Linked DNA regions of Mus musculus: all the other regions are linked to region 3. A link is a contact called in public Hi-C and promoter capture Hi-C data. All regions are on one chromosome and are shown on one strand. The core of a region is the stretch at or near the end of the contact, and the rest is flanking DNA. Distances in the headings are between cores, read along the strand shown. Region 1 holds the start of Tpcn2 (two pore segment channel 2). Region 2 holds the start of LTO1 (ABCE maturation factor). Region 3 holds the start of Dhcr7 (7-dehydrocholesterol reductase).

Region 1 (2,700 bases), core at 75-2,574, 1.5 Mb before region 3:
GGGAGGGATATAGTGATCCCAGGAGCTGGGAACCGTCTCAGGCACCCCAGGCACGCCTAGCAAGTGAGGAAGCATGGATCTCAGGCCAAGCTTCAAGAAAATTAACTCAGCCTGTCTCCTTGATGGGTCCACGGTGGGTTTTTTCCTCCATCTCTGAAGAATATCTCACAATGTGGCTGAAGACAGGGTTCAATGGTGAAATGTATTTGTCATGTAAATCTGAAAACCTGAGTTCAGTCCCTGGAACCGACTCCTGAAAGTTGTCCTCTGACCTTCAAGTACTATGTGGTATGTCTGAACCTGCCTGCACTTGTATATATACACAGACACGCACATACACATGAACACATACGTATACACACATAACAACAACAATAATAATAAAAGAAAAAATTAAAAAGATCCCAGTAGAGTGACCATACTCTGATTTCAGCCTTCTGAGGCCTCAAGAGATAGTCCTATCTTTGGACTTCTGATCTCCAGGCAACAGATTACAGCTCTCTCTCTCTCTCTCTCTCTCTCTCTCTCTCTCTCTCTCTCTCTCTCTCTCTCTCTCTCTCTCTCTCTCTCTCTCTCTCTCCTTCTCCTGGAATTAACTAGTAGTAGGCTGTTCCCAGACTGACATCAATCCTCAGGTCTCTGCTACCTGTAGTACTGGGATTCCATGTCTGTGCATCAACATACCCAGTTTCAAGCTTTAGTTTGTTTAATTTCTGGAGAAATTCAAGATTCATTTTTGTGGGGCATGACCTCTGTGGTCACTCCCTTGTTCACAGTACTCACATGCGTCAGAGTCACGCAAAATGCTTGCTTAAACACTTCTGGGCTTTGAGTCACACAAAATGCTTGCTTAAACACTTCTGGGCTTTGGGTGTAGCAGGGGTTGAGAGCTTGCCTGGCGTCTTATAAGGCTCTGGAAATAAAAAGCAAGCAAGCAAGCAAGCAAGCAAGCAAACTCAGTCAGTCAGTTACACATTCAGTCAGTCACTCAGACAGTCACTAAGTCAGTCAGTCAGTCAGTAAGTCCCTCAATCAATCAGTCAGTTATTCATTCATTCACTCAGTCAGTTATTCACTCACTCACTCACTCACTCACTCACTCACTCACTCACTCACTCACTCACTCACTCACCCACTCTCTCACAAGAAGAGATTCCTTCTGACATTCCTAGAGCTGGGACGGAATAGTAGTCATTTGCATTGATTGAAAAACTTCCTTGATAGCCTTAGCTTCTTTGCCTTCTGCCACTAGGTGCTGCAGAGAAGCGGAGCGCCACCCATTGGGGGAGGGGCTTGTTGCTTCCGCCTTCCAGAGGGATTTCTCCGTTCTCATTGGCTGTTGCTGGGAGTCATCACAGAGCTCCTCCTCCGGAACGCCTGGCTCTCGCGGCTGGGACCAGGTCCGGCCTGTTACATTGGTGGGATGGCGGCAGAAGAGCAGCCCCTTCTGGGCCGGGACCGAGGCAGTGGCCAGGTCCACTCCGGTGAGTGAGGTGTCACTTTCAGTTTTACTTTTCTTTTTTCCTTACTTTTTGAGACAGGGTCTCAAGTAGCCAGGCTGACCTTGAACTCCAGATCCTCTTGATTTGGCCTTCCAAGTGTTGGGGTTACAGCACCACTCTAGCTTCTTCCTCATTAGGGAGAAAAGCGTGCTCCAGCCCATGGTCCCCAGGCAGTGAGTGGCCGAACATCCTCTGAGAGCGACTTTGGAGCACTGCTTTGGCTGCTAAGGGCTGAAGCTGGTAACCTAAGGCCAGGGAGACTTCCTTCCTTGTTTTCTTAAGTGCTTCGGAGCCTTCTTTCCTTTTCCCTTCCTTGGTCAGGGACATTGCTGAGCCCAGGGAGAGTGGAGTTAGCCTCCCAGTCATCTCCAGAGGATGCTGGCTGACAGGCAGGAGGATATTCTTCTCATTTTCCAGATGAGCAAACCTAGGCAGAGAGAGGGGAGGGGGAGAGGGGAAGAGGGAGAGAGAGACAGAGTGAGTTGTGCCCTCCTCACCTCTGACCTACCTAAGGTCACAGCCCTGCCTTCTGGTGTGGTCACTGCCCTGTGTGTGCTGGTGGCCTGGTCATTCAAACTTCCCTTTCTGAACTTCCTTTCCTCCCTGTTTGGGAGCAGACTGGGTTGGCACACTGGCCCCTGTCTACCCATAGCCCGTGCCTTTTCACTGAAGAGTGAGGACATAGGGTCCGTAATAGGAGACGAGGAAGCTAGACACTGAGGTGACCACATGTCCACCTACTCCTCCCTCTCTGCTGAAACCACTCGTCAGGGACAGGGCATATGGTTCAGGGGACACATACTTGGTGTTAGGCATCTGGAACCTTTCTGGGGCTGCCAGTTGCTGAGTGTGGGTCTTCGTCGGGTTACTTAGCTGGAGTTTCAATACAAGGGGTAGTAACAGACTGGTGGGGTAGGGGACACATTTTGAGGATCCAAAGAGAGATTTTGTGGCATCCAGTGCGTGGGTCTTAACAGATGTCCATGATAGCAGTGCCATGCTGCTTCTAAGCCTTGTCCCTGCAGAGTGGACAAGCGACAGGTTTAGCTTTCTCTGTGGAGGCAAGACTCAATGCTGGGCATTGTCACACAAGAGACTCACTCTCTGGGAAGGCTGGGCAGTGTTGGATGAGAAACTCTGGAGGGTCTTTTTCCAAACACTGTGGTTTTGGGTAGGGCTGTTGAGAACCCAGACAACA
Region 2 (2,700 bases), core at 85-2,584, 1.1 Mb before region 3:
TGGAATCTGTGATAAAGAAACACACATCATCAGGCAAGATACCTCTTCCTGCCTTGTATTATCCAGATCCCACTGGACCCAGCAGTCTGGGTAGTAGGAAAAGCTTAAAACTCAAGTCACAGAATACAGCTTCTAGGTCTAGCTCTTCTACACCCTGGCCCATTACTGTGCCCATTAGTCCCATTTTTGAGGCAGTATCTCACTGTGCAGCCAAGGCTGGCCTCCAATTCAAGCAGCCCTGCCTCTAGCTCTTGAATGCTGAGATTACAGGTGTGTGCCACCATCTCCAAGAGGAGCCCTGATACATATGGGCTACATTCTGTGGCAAACACTCTACTAACTGAACTACAGCCCCAACCCCTAGAAAGCCAGGTTATCATCTGTAACTGTAGGTAGGCTACACAGATGACTACCAAACCCAGCCGAGCACCAGAACCCACAAGGAAAATGTAAAGATACAAACTCAAGCAAGCTCGGAACACACTAGGAATCTACTTTTGAAAATGTAGGTGTGAGGGTAGGTGCATCTGAGCCTACATGCCATCATAACTCAACCTGTTTGTTTCTAAAACACTCCAAGCACCCAGGACTCCTCACACCTCTGTAGAGGTACAGAAAATGTCCCCAAGATCAAGACAGTATGCCACCACTGGGATGCTCTGGGTAGGTGGGTATTATTGTGTCTAAGAGTTCAACCCTCAAACTGGCAATAAATTGCTGCCGGCGCTGTTGAAGGAATGTTCTGGAAGCCCCCATGTGAGGCAGTGAACAGCTCCCCATTTGGGGGCGTGGGCATCTGCCAGGACCCGACTCCCTAAACCGAGCCTGAGCAGTCACCCGGGGAGGTACCCAACCCACAATGAGCAGCCAGCCTGGAGAGGCCAAGATGACCTGGGCCACCGTCCCGCCCAGGCGTTCCCTGGGGACTTTTCAGGATCCAAAGGGGCCTGCCCGACATATCCATCAGCAGACCCATGAATACCGCCGTATGTGCGGCAATTAAAGGACAAGAAAAAGTGGCAGCTCGCAGATGGCGAAGGCGGGTATCCCCGAGGACTGCCCAGCAGCTGCCGGGGCGGGGCGGAGCCGGGTCTCTCTGCCCACCTCTCATCCGCCATCACGACGGCGTCAAATATGTCCTGCTCCACGGCCATGGCGGTGTCTCGGCTCTCCCCCGGCCCTCGCATTCCTTTCATTCTGTGTAGTAATCGCCAACTGGCGAGACGCGATCACAAACGCCCGGATTGTCAGAATGAAGAAGACACTTCCGTGTATGCCGCGCGGAGCAGGGCGGGTAAGGACGGCAAGCTAAAGAAGCCAAAAAAAAAAAAAAAGCCCATCCCACTGCGCATGGGTAGATGCTACATGGGCGGGGCTAGCCCGAGGGAAGCCTTGCTCCTCCTCCTTGGTACCGCTCGCTCCGTGGTGGGTGGGGCGGGTCAGGTCGCTTGGGGCACGTCGTCTGGGTCGCTCGCGGTGTCCAGACGAACCCTGCTTTTATTTTCAAAATCCAAACAGATGGGACCGAATTCACAAACGTGGGTCTTAAAGAAATGAGAAAAGTTACCAAAGATCTGGCACAGGGGCGTTCCCAGGAAATGGAGGAAGGGCCCAAGGGGCAGGCTTCAAGGAGGGAGGAGTATCCGGCATCCTCTGCTGTCACCGGACTGTCAATCACCGCATCTGTACACTGCACCGGACCCTCCCTGAGGGCTGGAAACGATTTGATACTGCGATATCCTAAAGGGCAGATAATAAATATTGCCCCCAGACATGAAAATGCCCTTGGGGGGGGGTCTTTGAAAATGAAAAAGGTTGTGTGTGCCAGTTACCTTGTTTTTTTTTGGTCTTTTTGTTATTTTGTCTTTTTTTTTTTTTTTTTTTTTTTCCAGAGCTGAGGACCGAACCCAGGGCCTTGCGCTTGCTAGGCAAGCGCTCTACCACTGAGCTAAATCCCCAACCCCGAACGCTAGCACTTGCTGCCAGTATTTAAAGCAAAACTGAAGTATTTCATACACAGTCAAGTATCAGGTGGTTCCGAAGGGCTGGCCGGCAGGAGGAGCCACTTTGTCCAAGCGCTCCAATCTCACAGGCACCCACTCTTCAAACAGCAGAAATTGAAGTTAGTTTTCTCATCATTTCCATCAGAGATACCTTCCAAAGTATAGTTTTAAAGAGTATTCCACAGTACAGTAAGTTCCTTAGGCAACAATTGCTAACAAGTTAATCAGCTCCTGTATAAAAGAGACCAGAGATACAACACTGTAATTGATGGAGGGCTGAATAAGTAAACACGCCACTTGAACTGAATTTCATCTGTGCAAATGAATCCTTAACTATAACAAAATGCTTTTTGAAAATGAGAACTACTGTGTCAGACAGAAGAGAGAAGTTTGAGTCTGGTGATGAACATGATGGCATGTTGACTGAAGAAGAGATAAGCCTGGAGAACAGCCTAGAATGTCTCCTAGGAGTAAAACTTCCGTGATAAAAATAAAATCACAAACTTCAGGAAGGATAGAGCAGTGAGCACTCGCCATGACAGGCAAGTATGGTTTCTCAGGAAAATAAAGTGAGTCCCTCACACTCTGCTCACGCTGCTCACACTGCTCATCAGAAGAGTCTACACCAAGTAAAAAGTTAACCACAAAAAGAAAAAGGAGGCCAGGTGCGGTGGCAAAGGTCTTCTTTTAATCCCAG
Region 3 (2,700 bases), core at 113-2,612:
AGTCCAAGGATCTAGCAGTTACTCAGTCTCACGCAGCAAGCAGGCAAAGGAGCAAGAGCAAGAGCTAGACTCCCTTCTTCCAATGTCCTTATATTGTCTCCAGCAAAAGGTGTAGCCCAGATTAAAGGTGTGTTCCACCACACCTTTAATCCCAAATGAAAGGCATAGCCCAGATTAAAGGTGTGTTCCTTAACTCGGAGATTAAATCTTCTGGAATCCATAGCCACTATGGCTCAAGATCTTCAAACCAAGATCCAGATAAGGATCTCCAAGCCTCCAGATAAGGGTCACTGGTGAGCCTTCCAATTCCGAATTGTAGTTCATTCCAAATATTGTCAAGTTGACAACCAGGAATAGCCACTACAATACACTAGCAAGATTTTATCGAAAGGACCCAGATGTAGCTGTCTCTTGTGAGACTATGCCGGGGCCTAGCAAACACAGAAGTGGATGCTCACAGTCAGCTAATGGATGGATCACAGGGCTCCCAATGGAGGAGCTAGAGAAAGTAGCCAAGGAGCTAAAGGGATCTGCAACCCTATAGGCGGAACAACATTATGAACTAACCAGTACCCCGGAGCTCTTGACTCTAGCTGCATATGTATCAAAAGATGGCCTAGTCGGCCATCACTGGAAAGAGAGGCCCATTGGACACGCAAGCTTTATATGCCCCAGTACAGGGGAACGCCAGGGCCAAAAAGGGGGAGTGGGTGGGTAGGGGATTGGGGGTGGGTGGGTATGGGGGACTTTTGGTATAGCATTGGAAATGTAAATGAGCTAAATACCTAATAAAAAATGGAAAAAAAAAGTTGTATCTACTTTGATTGGTGTTACCCAAACGCAAAAGGGACAGGAATGAGAAAGGGCTCAGGTTGATGCACAGGGAATCCAGACTGCTGTGAGCCAAAGAAGCAGGACACACCCATTCCCTCTGTGAGCTCTCTGTGAGCTCCTACTGACAAAATTGACACAAATTAACTGAACACACCTGCGAAGTGGAAACTTTGAGAGATCCCTTCCATCAGACTGGCCTGTGCTTGTCTGTGGAGCATTTTCATAACCGATGATTGATGTGACGGCCTTGGCCCACTGTGGGTGGCGCTACCCCTGGCTGGTGGTCCTCAGTGGTGCAAAAAAAAAAAAAAAACAGGCTGAGTAAGCCTTCAAGCAAGCCAGTGGGCAGAAGTCCTCTTTGGTCTCTGCTTCAGTTCCTGCCTCAACTTCCCTTCATTACAGACTATGAGCTATAAGGTGAAGTGAGCCCTTTTCCTCCCCAGCTGCTTTTTGCCACGTGTTCATCACAGCGACAGAAAGCAAACCTGACATTACTTTTGGTGGCAGAAAACAAGCCTTTCATGACCTATCAAAAGTCGCTCAGATGGCAAAGGAAATGATCCAGGACGCTCTGACCTTGGGCAACAGCGGGACGCTGAGACAACCTTACTGCGCAGGCGCTCCTTAGGGCCCTACTTTAAAGGGTGCGCTTTGTGCAGGATCTCCGCGGGGGCGGGGTCTCACGGAAGGGCGCGCACTGCGAAAGTGAGAAGGGGTGTGGCTGTGGAGGGCGAAAGGACGGGGCTTCCGGGTAAGACACGGTCTGCGCCGGCGCAGTTCTGGAGGCGGTGCAGAAGCTGGGCTATGACGGCAGAGGGGCGGGGCTATGGCGAGCCGTGGGGAGGGGCCTCTAGGAAACCAAGCTACGCAGGCGTAGACCGGACAGTCCGGCTAGTATCTTCCCTGTGGTCTCCGTTATTACACCGTCCCAGCCTGGAACCTGTAACCAGCATGGGCCGGAAAGTGACCGTGGCCACCTGTGCACTCAATCAGTGGGCCCTGGACTTTGAGGGCAATTTCCAGAGGATTTTAAAGAGTGAGTTTTGGGGTGGCGGGAGACAGGAAGAAGTCAAAGTCCACAATGGGTAGGACATGGCAGTCCAGGCCAGCTTTGCCCAGGAGAGACTCACAGCGCTGGGCGTGGGAACAGATAGAAGGGTAATGCTTGGTGAGCTTTCAGGGCGACTTCCTAATTTGGGGGACATGTGAGGAAGCAAGGCAAGAGTGGAAATAGGAGTGCCCTGCCAGCCAGGCAGACACTGCCCTCATCCATCCTCTAGGATCTGGTGGGTCTCTCTAAGGTTACCTGGGGCAGGGCTGCGCATTCTTGGAACTGTTTCATTGAGATCTAGGCGTTTGCAAAGACTAGAGATCCGTGTTCTAGGGCTCCTGAGGACATTCCTCATGGATTGGCATTGGGAGAAGGCATACTGAAGCCAGAAGAGGTCTCAGGTCAGAGAAGGGTGTTGGCGTTCCATATACCTGTATTGTTGACATTCAGGTCAGCTCATCATTGCCCCCAGAAGATAGAACTGGGGATACTCTGTGCCCAGCTGCAGACTGCTCACCTCAGGTTATCCGTGCTGGAAGCCTCTGCAGGAAGGCTAAATAGGAAAAACAAGAAACAAGCAAAACAACAAGAAAAACCCAAATGTATTATTTATTTCATGTACATATGCACGCCATAATGTGCATGTGGAGGTCAGAGGACAACCTGCAGGAGTCAGCTGTCCTCTTCCACCTTGTGGGTCTGAGTGAGCAGTTCTCAACCTGTGAGCCACAACCCCTGTGAGGGCCAAATGACTCTTGGGCAAGGGTCAAATATCAGATATCGAGCCTCTCAGATATTTACATTATGGTTTATAA

The links. Promoter capture Hi-C pulls out the DNA fragments that hold promoters and counts their contacts. A called contact is a pair of places that touch in the nucleus more often than the background predicts.
Region 1: a contact with region 3 is called in a promoter capture Hi-C map of pre-B cells, with 8 times the contacts expected there. The contact joins the promoter of Tpcn2 here to the promoter of Dhcr7 in region 3. A contact is called at or near these places in 1 of 39 promoter capture datasets (pre-B cells), 1 of 484 Hi-C or Micro-C datasets (B cells), 1 of 115 datasets of contacts at active chromatin or transcription factors (astrocytes) and 1 of 9 other capture datasets (adipose tissue).
Region 2: a Hi-C map of CD8 T cells shows a contact between it and region 3, with 9 times the contacts expected there. The contact joins the promoter of LTO1 here to the promoter of Dhcr7 in region 3. A contact is called at or near these places in 2 of 39 promoter capture datasets (hippocampal neurons and pre-B cells), 8 of 484 Hi-C or Micro-C datasets (B cells, CD4 T cells, CD8 T cells and 5 more), 3 of 115 datasets of contacts at active chromatin or transcription factors (astrocytes, bone marrow-derived dendritic cells and forebrain) and 3 of 9 other capture datasets (adipose tissue, liver and pancreatic islet).

Annotation. Positions count from the first base shown.
Region 1 is chr7:145,282,635-145,285,334 of GRCm38.p6, reverse strand. Tpcn2 (two pore segment channel 2) reads left to right here and starts at 1,324. Exons shown (of 25, transcript NM_146206.5): 1 at 1,324-1,484. The coding sequence starts at 1,424.
Region 2 is chr7:144,913,734-144,916,433 of GRCm38.p6, reverse strand. It overlaps LTO1 (ABCE maturation factor), which reads right to left and starts at 1,334. Exons shown (of 4, transcript NM_001357869.1): 1 at 1,105-1,334; 2 at 1-6. The coding sequence starts at 1,196. Bc1 (brain cytoplasmic RNA 1) reads right to left here and starts at 1,964. Exons shown (of 1, transcript NR_038088.1): 1 at 1,811-1,964.
Region 3 is chr7:143,821,829-143,824,528 of GRCm38.p6, reverse strand. It overlaps Dhcr7 (7-dehydrocholesterol reductase), which reads right to left and starts at 1,362. Exons shown (of 9, transcript NM_007856.2): 1 at 989-1,362. It overlaps Nadsyn1 (NAD synthetase 1), which reads left to right and starts at 1,677. Exons shown (of 21, transcript NM_030221.2): 1 at 1,677-1,870. The coding sequence starts at 1,786.